Linked DNA regions of Mus musculus: region 2 is linked to region 1. The links are chromatin contacts, called in public promoter capture Hi-C maps. All regions are on one chromosome and are shown on one strand. Each heading gives the region's core, a stretch centred on a gene start, on an enhancer-like site or on the middle of the called end of the contact. The rest is flanking DNA. Distances are from core to core; before and after follow the strand shown. Region 1 overlaps Tmem131l (transmembrane 131 like). Region 2 has its middle 14 kb from the start of Gm30458.

Region 1 (4,064 bases), core at 1,048-3,547:
GAAAGGGTACAGGGAGGAAGTTAGCACACCGCAAGTTTCTCTCTCAATTACTGTGGCTAGTGTAGTTATTTATTTAGGCTCTGTACTCAGCGAGGCTGGCACTCAGCATCAATATGGTGCAGAGCTGACAAAGTGCAGAAAGTAAAGTGCCCAGCTGTGTTCCAGGAAAGCCTCATTCGCAGAAACAGGCAGAAGACTGGAGTTAGGCTGGGGACACGGTTCACCATCCTAGAGCTGCATGGTTTGGGGGGATGGAGGAGGCCAGTGTAACTGGCTATAATGGAGGCTCAGACGGTGAAGTGAAGTGGACTTCTCAGGTGTGAATAATGCCAGGGCTGCTGGTGGTGCTAAGATGATGAGTGGTTTAGGACCTCCATGTGCAGCAAGGTGCCCAGCTTGTTGCAGAGCTCCCTTGGGTGGAGGACGAAAGTGTAAGAAACGCAGCACCCAGATCAACCATGACTGATGGTCGGGAGACAGAAGCAGGGAAATAGAGAGAAGCAGGCTGTTTCATGTCTTTGGTGCAGGGATTTGTTCATAGTTTTACTTTGAGAGGTTGTTTGGAGTTTGTATTGGGAGTATGGATACCCATGTACTCTTGGCTGAAGAGTGATTCTTCTCTCTCTGGTCCATATCTTGAATGAGAAATGGTCTCTGTCTATACAGTGCTACTGTGTATCGCATGCGCAGCTTCAGGAGGGCGCACGGAGGGAGAACAGACTCCTTAACCATTCACCAGCCAGATCACAATGGCCCTTGAAGATCAGTGGGGCAGATGTAGCCAGCAGGCTGCCCTGGCAACCTCATAGCACTGCTCTGCTTTAGACAGAGTAGAATATTATTTACTAGCAGTAATTTTGTAAGTCTTTGTTGGATTTCACGTATATGCTCAAGGCATCTTGAATACTTTGTACTATACTTAAACATGTAATATACTTTATTATTTTTTTCTGCACTTCAGTTGGTATGAATGAGAACCAAAGTAATTCATTTTAGTACTGAGGGATGAATCAGTGGGTCCAGGTCCCTAAATATCAAAAATCCTCTGCTTTCCCTTTGAGTCATAGCCTGATCCCTAAAATGCATCCTTAGGTTTAGGGAAGTGATTCTGCTTAGCCGTGGCTCGCCTGGCATCAGGTACTCATACATAGTTAAGCAAGCTTTCCCAGTGCTCAGACTCTGGCTCCTGGGCTGAATATGTTTCTTTTGTAATGACTGTGACAGAGACCTTGTGCAGGAGAATCTGCCAAAGGCCATGTTTCTGAGATTTGTGTGCTGTGCTAACTTCACTGTCTCCTCTTATGTATGCAGCCCCACCCCAACCTGGACGATGGTATCCCTCCTTGATTGGGTTGTTCTCGTCTTCTCCTTGAAGTTCTATGAAAGATGGCTGAGATCTTTGAACTTGACAGAGTCCTGCATTCTTTCCTTATACTTCTGTCTTCCATCCATAGCCCTTTCATGTGTTAAAAATGGCAGGCAGTTGACATTTGGACATCTGTTTTTGAAGTTTCTGTCAGAGTCCACGTCATGGCTTCTAGTGGTCATTGAATTGAAAGAAGGTATACATTGAAAAGCAAAACAAGCAAGCAAACAATCCAGGAAGTTGATTGGGTATAATAGTGCATACTTGTAATCTTAGCATTTAGGCCTATGAGGCAGGATGATCTTATGGACACTCGGCTGTACTGTGAGACCTGGTTTCAAAAATCAAACCAGGCTGGGGCTGGAGTGTTGTGAATGGGCCTGGTGCTGTTTGTATTTTGATGCTAATTCTGTTCTCCTAGGAGGGGTTGCAGACAAGGAGTGAGTCATATACTCAGGTGACTTCTTGTGAACCAACCCCCTACTGAATAAAGGAGCCAATCACTGAGCGAGTAGGAGGGACTTCTGGGTTGGACAGAGGAAGAGAGAAACAGGAGAGAGTTAGTTCTTTTTGGATGGGGATAGCTTGAACAAAATGTAGCTACAAGTGTCTCCTGGTTTCAATGGCAGATCAGTCAGGATTTGACACCTGGATTTGGATTTAAAACAAGGCTTATGAGATTAGGATTTCATTGTTGCACCCAGCTATTAAGTTACGATTGTTCCTGAATTAAGTTTGTATGGTGTTTTGCTTCACACAGCAGTTTTTCTTGGTTCAAGAGAGAAAGGTATGGCTGGCAAAGTGTGGGTTTGCCTGATGTGCAACACAAAGGCCGTGGGGGATTTGAAGCATGGGGCTGGCATGTTAGTGACTGGCCAGTGAGAACCTAGCAAGCAGGGTGGAGAGATTTTGGAGCTCTGAGTCAGAGCGTGACTGCTGGGGCTAAGAGTAGCAGGGTGTAGCATAGGAACTTGCTGTTCCTTTTAATATTTCTTGCAACACTGGAGAGATGGCTTGATGGCTAAGAATACTTGTTGCTCTTGCAGAGTACCTCATTTTGGTTTCCAGCACTCTTGCACGGAGGCCCACAATGGCCTGTAACTCCAGTTTCAAAGAATCTATTGCCCTCTTCTGACCTTCTCAGACACTAGTACACACACACACACACACACACCTTTAAAAAAAGCAAAAAATAGTCAATAGGTTATTAATGGGTAACCCCACTTTAAAATAAAAGTGTAGTTCTTTGTTTTTAACCAAATACTAAACACACCCAAGACAGTATACATGGGATATACATACTCTTGCTTCCTGCCTTACTAGGAACTTTCATTCCTTCCTTGAGAGTGTACGCCTACTGACAACAGAATATATTTCCAGTACAGCATAGCATGCAGCAGTCAGTAGCTGTTTGGAACTCACTGTATGAATGACTCGCTCTTAGGACTGGATGATGCTTGGGGCCTCCACCTAAGTTTCCTTCCTTCTATCTTTTAGGCAGAGACCACTAATACCAGCCTGCTGCGGGTGCAACTGGAATGCAGTTTACATAATAAAGTGTGTCAGCAATTGAAGGTATAACAATATTTAGCAGATCTCAGTTTTCTTTCCTGCCTCTTAAAAATCAAAATGAAAACTGCAGTGTATTCTCATCCTCAATAGGCTCTTGCCTCGACTGTTTTCTTTTCTCCAGCAATATGCAGTCTTAGAGCTCAGATGATTTTTGTTTTGTTCTGTTTTGTTTTGTTTTTGAGTTTTTCTCCTTTCCCCACGCCTCCCATTTCAGAGTTGCTCTCTGGGATCTGATGATGCGCTACACTTGGAGATGAACATCATTGTAGCAGTGGAAAACTCCTCCAAGCAACCTGAAGAGAACACTCAAGCCCTGCTAGATCACCTCTCTATTGTCTATGTAGCTACTGATGAGTCTGACACCTCAGGTGAGGTGGGGCTTTACAGTTTCTGTTGTGGGACTAGCTCAGTCGAGTGTGCACTGGGTCCTGCCTCATCCATAAAACTGAAGCTACAAACTTTCTTGCAGCATGGCCAGGTTTCCCTGAGTCATTATTTGGTTCTTTCAGAGACTCAAGGCAGCCTCTGCTTGGGGTCGATTGCAGCAGGCACTGCTTCTCAGTCTGCAGCTGCCCTGCCTGCACCACTTCAGGGAGGCTAAGTAACCACAGCTCTCTGAGTCTCCTTGGGAATCATTTTTCTTGGCATTTTGCACAGATGGAATGGACTTGACTGCCTAAAATAAATGTTCACGAAGGGTTTGAAGTCCGAGTCTTGCTCCAGAGTTACTGAGTTGCAGAAGCTCAGTTGACCAGATCATGCTGTTTCTTTCGTATTCTTAGTAGCCAATAGCTGGTTGTTTCTGGATGTTTGACAACTTGGAGGAGAATTCTTTGGAAATGTGTATCCTACTTACTAGAAATAGCCTATTTTGGCAGTCTAGCTTTTGAAGAACACTTGCAGGAGATACATGCTGTCTGATGTATGAGATGCAGACTATGCCATTTGCTGTTATAACAGCTGTGTTCACATGTGTATTTATTACTCATTCCAAAAAAGATGAACACAGTGATACAGGAAAGCATAGTTACTCATCAACAGTCAGCAGGGTCATGCGTGCAGGGCCCTCTCCTTCCTCCCCTGCTACCAGTCTCCTGCTCGGGACTGAACCTATGACTTCCCATGT
Region 2 (4,064 bases), core at 1,054-3,553, 130 kb before region 1:
GTAGTGACCCTTATGTTGTACACTCACATCTGAGGATTCGGAGCTGTGAGCCCCAGAAGAGAAAGCCTGTGATGTTTGTCTTTCTGGATCTAGATTTCCTCATCCAATGTATGTGACAGTTACTGGATCCATCCATTTACCTGAAGCTTTCGTGATTTCAGTTTTCTTTTAGCCGAATAGTATTTTGTAGTGTATATGTGCCATGTTTTCATTACCAACTGAAGAACATTTAGTCTATTTCTGTTTCCTAGCTCCTGTGAACAGATCAGCAGTGACCCAGCTGAGCAGGAATGCATGCGGGCGGATATGGAGTCCTCTGGGCATGTGCCAAGGAGTGGTAGAGCTGGGTCATGTGGTAGACTTAACCTACAGTTTTAAGAATTCTCCACACTGACTTTCAGAGTGTCTCCACAGTTTGCAATTTCACCAAAGTAAATAAGAGTTCCCCTTTCCCCACATCCTTACCAGAACTTATTTTAGAAGCCAGGAGTGTAATAATCTTAAATAACAAAATAGATACACATAAAGTAAGTTGTTATTGCTCAAAATGTCTTCAGGCCATATACTGTATTTTAATATAGGGAAAACAAATATATGCATGGTTATAGCTACTAGTCTATGGGCAGGAAAAGCTATAATGTTGCTGAAAATTACTGATAGGGTTACACAATGGGGAGAGATTCCCCCACCCCCACCCATAGACACTAATTATTTAAAAACAGAACTCTAATGCAGAGATTCTAAAGGTGCTTACCCCTGATCCCAGCCTTCCCGTGTCCCCATTCTCTGCAGTGCTGAGCAGTTAAGTTCGGTCTGTCTCTCCCTAAAGTATGCCAGTGTTGCTTCTTGAGCCCTCTGCAGGCAGACCTTCTGAAGGTCACCCGTTTAAGGTTTACTCCAGTCCACTTCCCTCCAAGGAGCCCTCTGCAGTAGTGCGTGCTCACGTGAAGCTGTCACCTGGCGTGGTCATCCTTAAACTGGCTTTGCCTGTTGCTGTTGGAATGTCTTGTAGCCATTAGATTTCTAGAGCCTCATCCTTGCATTGTCTGCATAGAAGGCCTCCGTGCTCAGTTGCCTGGGAGGGTAATCGCTGATACGGTTAAAGCTATTGAATAGAAAATTACACAGTGAGCGACTGGAAATGCTCCCCTACTCCTGGGGCATGGTCCTCAAGCCAGAAACAAGTGGAGCTGGAATAGAAGTAGGCTTGAGCTCAGTCCTTGCTCCAAGTGTGAGTTTAGGTAAGTTACTCAACACCCCCCAAGCCTTCGTGTTCCCCTTTTAAAGGCATGTGGAAATGGTTTCAGATGTTGAGAGTGTTTGGAGAGTTAGACAGAATAATGTGGACACTCTTCTCTAGCACAGAGAATGCGCTCAGCAGAGAGTAGACATGTTCTAAATACAGCAGATTCTTGCCAGAGAAAAAGAAATCCCCGCAAGTAAAAACAAACAAACAAACAAACAATCAAACAAACCATGGGCAGAGTGACTGTCATGACTGTGCTGCACCACCCCCACCCCCACCCTGTCCATCATGGCTGCCTTGCCCCTGTCCATGATAGATGTGCTGACCCCATCAAGGCTATGCTGGCCCTGTCATGGCTGCCCTGCCCCTGTCACGGCTCTGCTGGCCCTATCATGGGTATGTGGCTCTTAGGGCCAAACTCCACCAGTTCTGCCTACACTCCTGCCAACCTCTTCACTCCTTCACTTGGAATTCAGGCCAGTGGAGGAGGGTTTCAGAAATTGTAACTTGGAAATAGAAAACAATTTTCTTACAGAGAAGCATTGTTCTACCTTCATAAAATTCATAAAGTGCATTGTGTTACCTTCATAAAATGACTTACAGGCTCCTTTGGCCATATCTGGCAATCAAAGCCACCATGTCTAAAATTGTTTCTATGGGAAACTATGTTCCCAGCTCCTAACAACAGACTTAGAAATGAACTAATGGAATGTGTCTTGTTTGGGGACAGTCTGTAGGTCAGCATTTGTGACTCATTGTCAGTGAAAGAGAAATGGTACTTATTACACTGATTCTGAAAACTACAACACATACATTTCTTAATGAGGTCATCAAGGGTCTAAAGTTATTTAAAGTAGCAACCATGTAAACCTATCACATCATGTTGATATCTGGAATCTTATATCCCAGCTATTAACCCAGCAACTGAGATGCACTTACTATGTGCTCTTTAGACAGCTTCAGAATTTACTATTTTTAAGGGGGGCAGGGCTTTATGCTTTTGCATGTTCCTCGGTGGTTATATAACTGCGAGCTGAAACCCTGTCCTCCCTCCCCTTCCCCTGCTCGGAGGCTTCTCTGCCCATGTTTGGTAACTGTTCCACAGCAGATTCTGAAACTGAATCAAGCCAGCAGAACTCTTATTTGGACGGGTTGAAAGCTGAACAGCTCAAGATCTAAGATTTAAGAATCCCCTGTGTGTAGTCAGGGGCTGTGGCTCAGCAGTGGGATGCTTAGCCAGCATGTGAGATGCTGGGCTCCATCCCTAGCCCTGGAAGAAGAGGAAAAAAAAAAAAAATGTCTCCTGTGCAGTGAATCTGTGGATCAGGGTTGATTTTTAAAGGCAAGGTACTCACAAAATATCACATTATTCTTTGTAATTATAAATTATTATTCATTAGCTTCAAATAAAGTTGAGAGTAAAGGCAAGGTGGTTCTCTGGAACAGGGCTGACAGTGCTGGAAAGACTGTACATCAAGAGCCCATGAGGAGACAGTGTGAGGACCTCTTGATTTCCTGACTTAAGATGTGAGTGTGGGGAGAAAGCTGGTCCTCCCATTCATTCTTTCATTCAGTGGGCGTGTGCTGGCAGTCAAGTTCTCATAAAGAGTATGGTTTACTTTGGAAGACACTGGACAAATACCCTAAGTAATAGGTGCCATGACACCAAACTCAGGATACTAGAAAGGTTTAACTGAGGACTGTGAGTTGGAGTGGCAGTTGGGGCATTTAACTTGAAACCTAATACAGACATGGGATGAGCACGTGTGAAGACTCTCATGGGGAAAAAACAGAAGTGGCTGTGACAGAATAAGAAAGTCAGAGCCCCATGCCCAAGGGACAGCTAGAGTGTAGAGCGATACATCTCTCAAAACATGGGAACTTTAATGGGTTTTCATCATTGGAAATAAGACAAAGTCCATGATCTGGGCCTGGGGATTTGATTGGTAGAGTGCTTGACTTCTTTGTATATGTGAAGACCTAGGTTCAGTTCCTATTACAAACAAACAAACCAAAGCTGGGCATGATGGTACATGCCTGAAGTATCAGCACCAGGGACATGCACACAGGAAGACCAAAAGGCCAAGGTCACCTTCAGCTACATAGCCACTTTGGGGAGATCAGCCTGTGCTATATGAAACTTGTCTTGGGGGGACATGGGGAGAGAGGATGGAGGATTGGGGTGGTAGAGGAGCACAGAGCCGTACATACACAGAGGGTTTATGTAAGTAACGAAATTAACATTTTAAAATTTGTAGTTTTAAAAATCACTCTGTGATATCTATATCTATATCTTGTCACTAAACTTTGTAAGCCATCTGACTTTATTAACAAATATTTTATGTTGATAGGAATGCAGCTCAGTGCCTACCGACCATTCATGATGCTCTGGGTGTGGAACCATGTGCCTGTAAGCCCAGGACTTGGGAGGGTGAGACAGGAGGACCAGAAGTTCAGGGTCATCCTCAGCTGCGTTGTGAGTTCAAAGCCAGCTCACAGTGTTAGACGTTTAAGTCTGTGAATGATTAACACTGTTAGCTTTGTTCCTGTGGGATGGGGGGTGGGGTGGGTGGGGCAGTGCATCATGGTAGGAGTACATGACAGAGCAACGTCACTTACCCCATTGCCAGGACTGAGTGAGAGGACAGGCATGAGCCTGGACTCCCCCAATCCCCTTTTAGATTACACTTTGGATGACCAGCAGAGGCTTCTACTAGGTCCCACCCCTTCATTGTTGCTCCACTTACCAATAATGTCTGCTTTGGTACCAGCCGTTTAACATATTGACCTTTGAGGGACACTTAAAAGTCATAGGAAG

What was found. Capture Hi-C pulls out chosen DNA fragments and counts their contacts.
Region 2: a contact with region 1 is called in a promoter capture Hi-C map of adipose tissue. The contact joins two enhancer-like sites. A contact is called at or near these places in 1 of 484 Hi-C or Micro-C datasets (nephron progenitors), 4 of 115 datasets of contacts at active chromatin or transcription factors (embryonic stem cells and memory CD8 T cells) and 4 of 9 other capture datasets (adipose tissue, embryonic stem cells, liver and 1 more).

Annotation. Positions count from the first base shown.
Region 1 is chr3:83,941,629-83,945,692 of GRCm38.p6, reverse strand. It overlaps Tmem131l (transmembrane 131 like), which reads left to right. Exons shown (of 35, transcript NM_172681.4): 8 at 2,864-2,941; 9 at 3,153-3,306. Among named protein-coding and RNA genes, the nearest start is that of Tmem131l, 96 kb to the left of the region's middle. Within about 2 kb of position 2,297, at least 47 of the 459 cell types and tissues checked have an H3K27ac peak or open chromatin away from gene starts, as enhancers often do. A contact at or near this core is called in adipose tissue, where this site is marked.
Region 2 is chr3:84,073,945-84,078,008 of GRCm38.p6, reverse strand. No RefSeq gene overlaps it. Among named protein-coding and RNA genes, the nearest start is that of Gm30458, 14 kb to the right of the region's middle. Within about 2 kb of position 2,303, at least 32 of the 459 cell types and tissues checked have an H3K27ac peak or open chromatin away from gene starts, as enhancers often do. A contact at or near this core is called in adipose tissue, where this site is marked.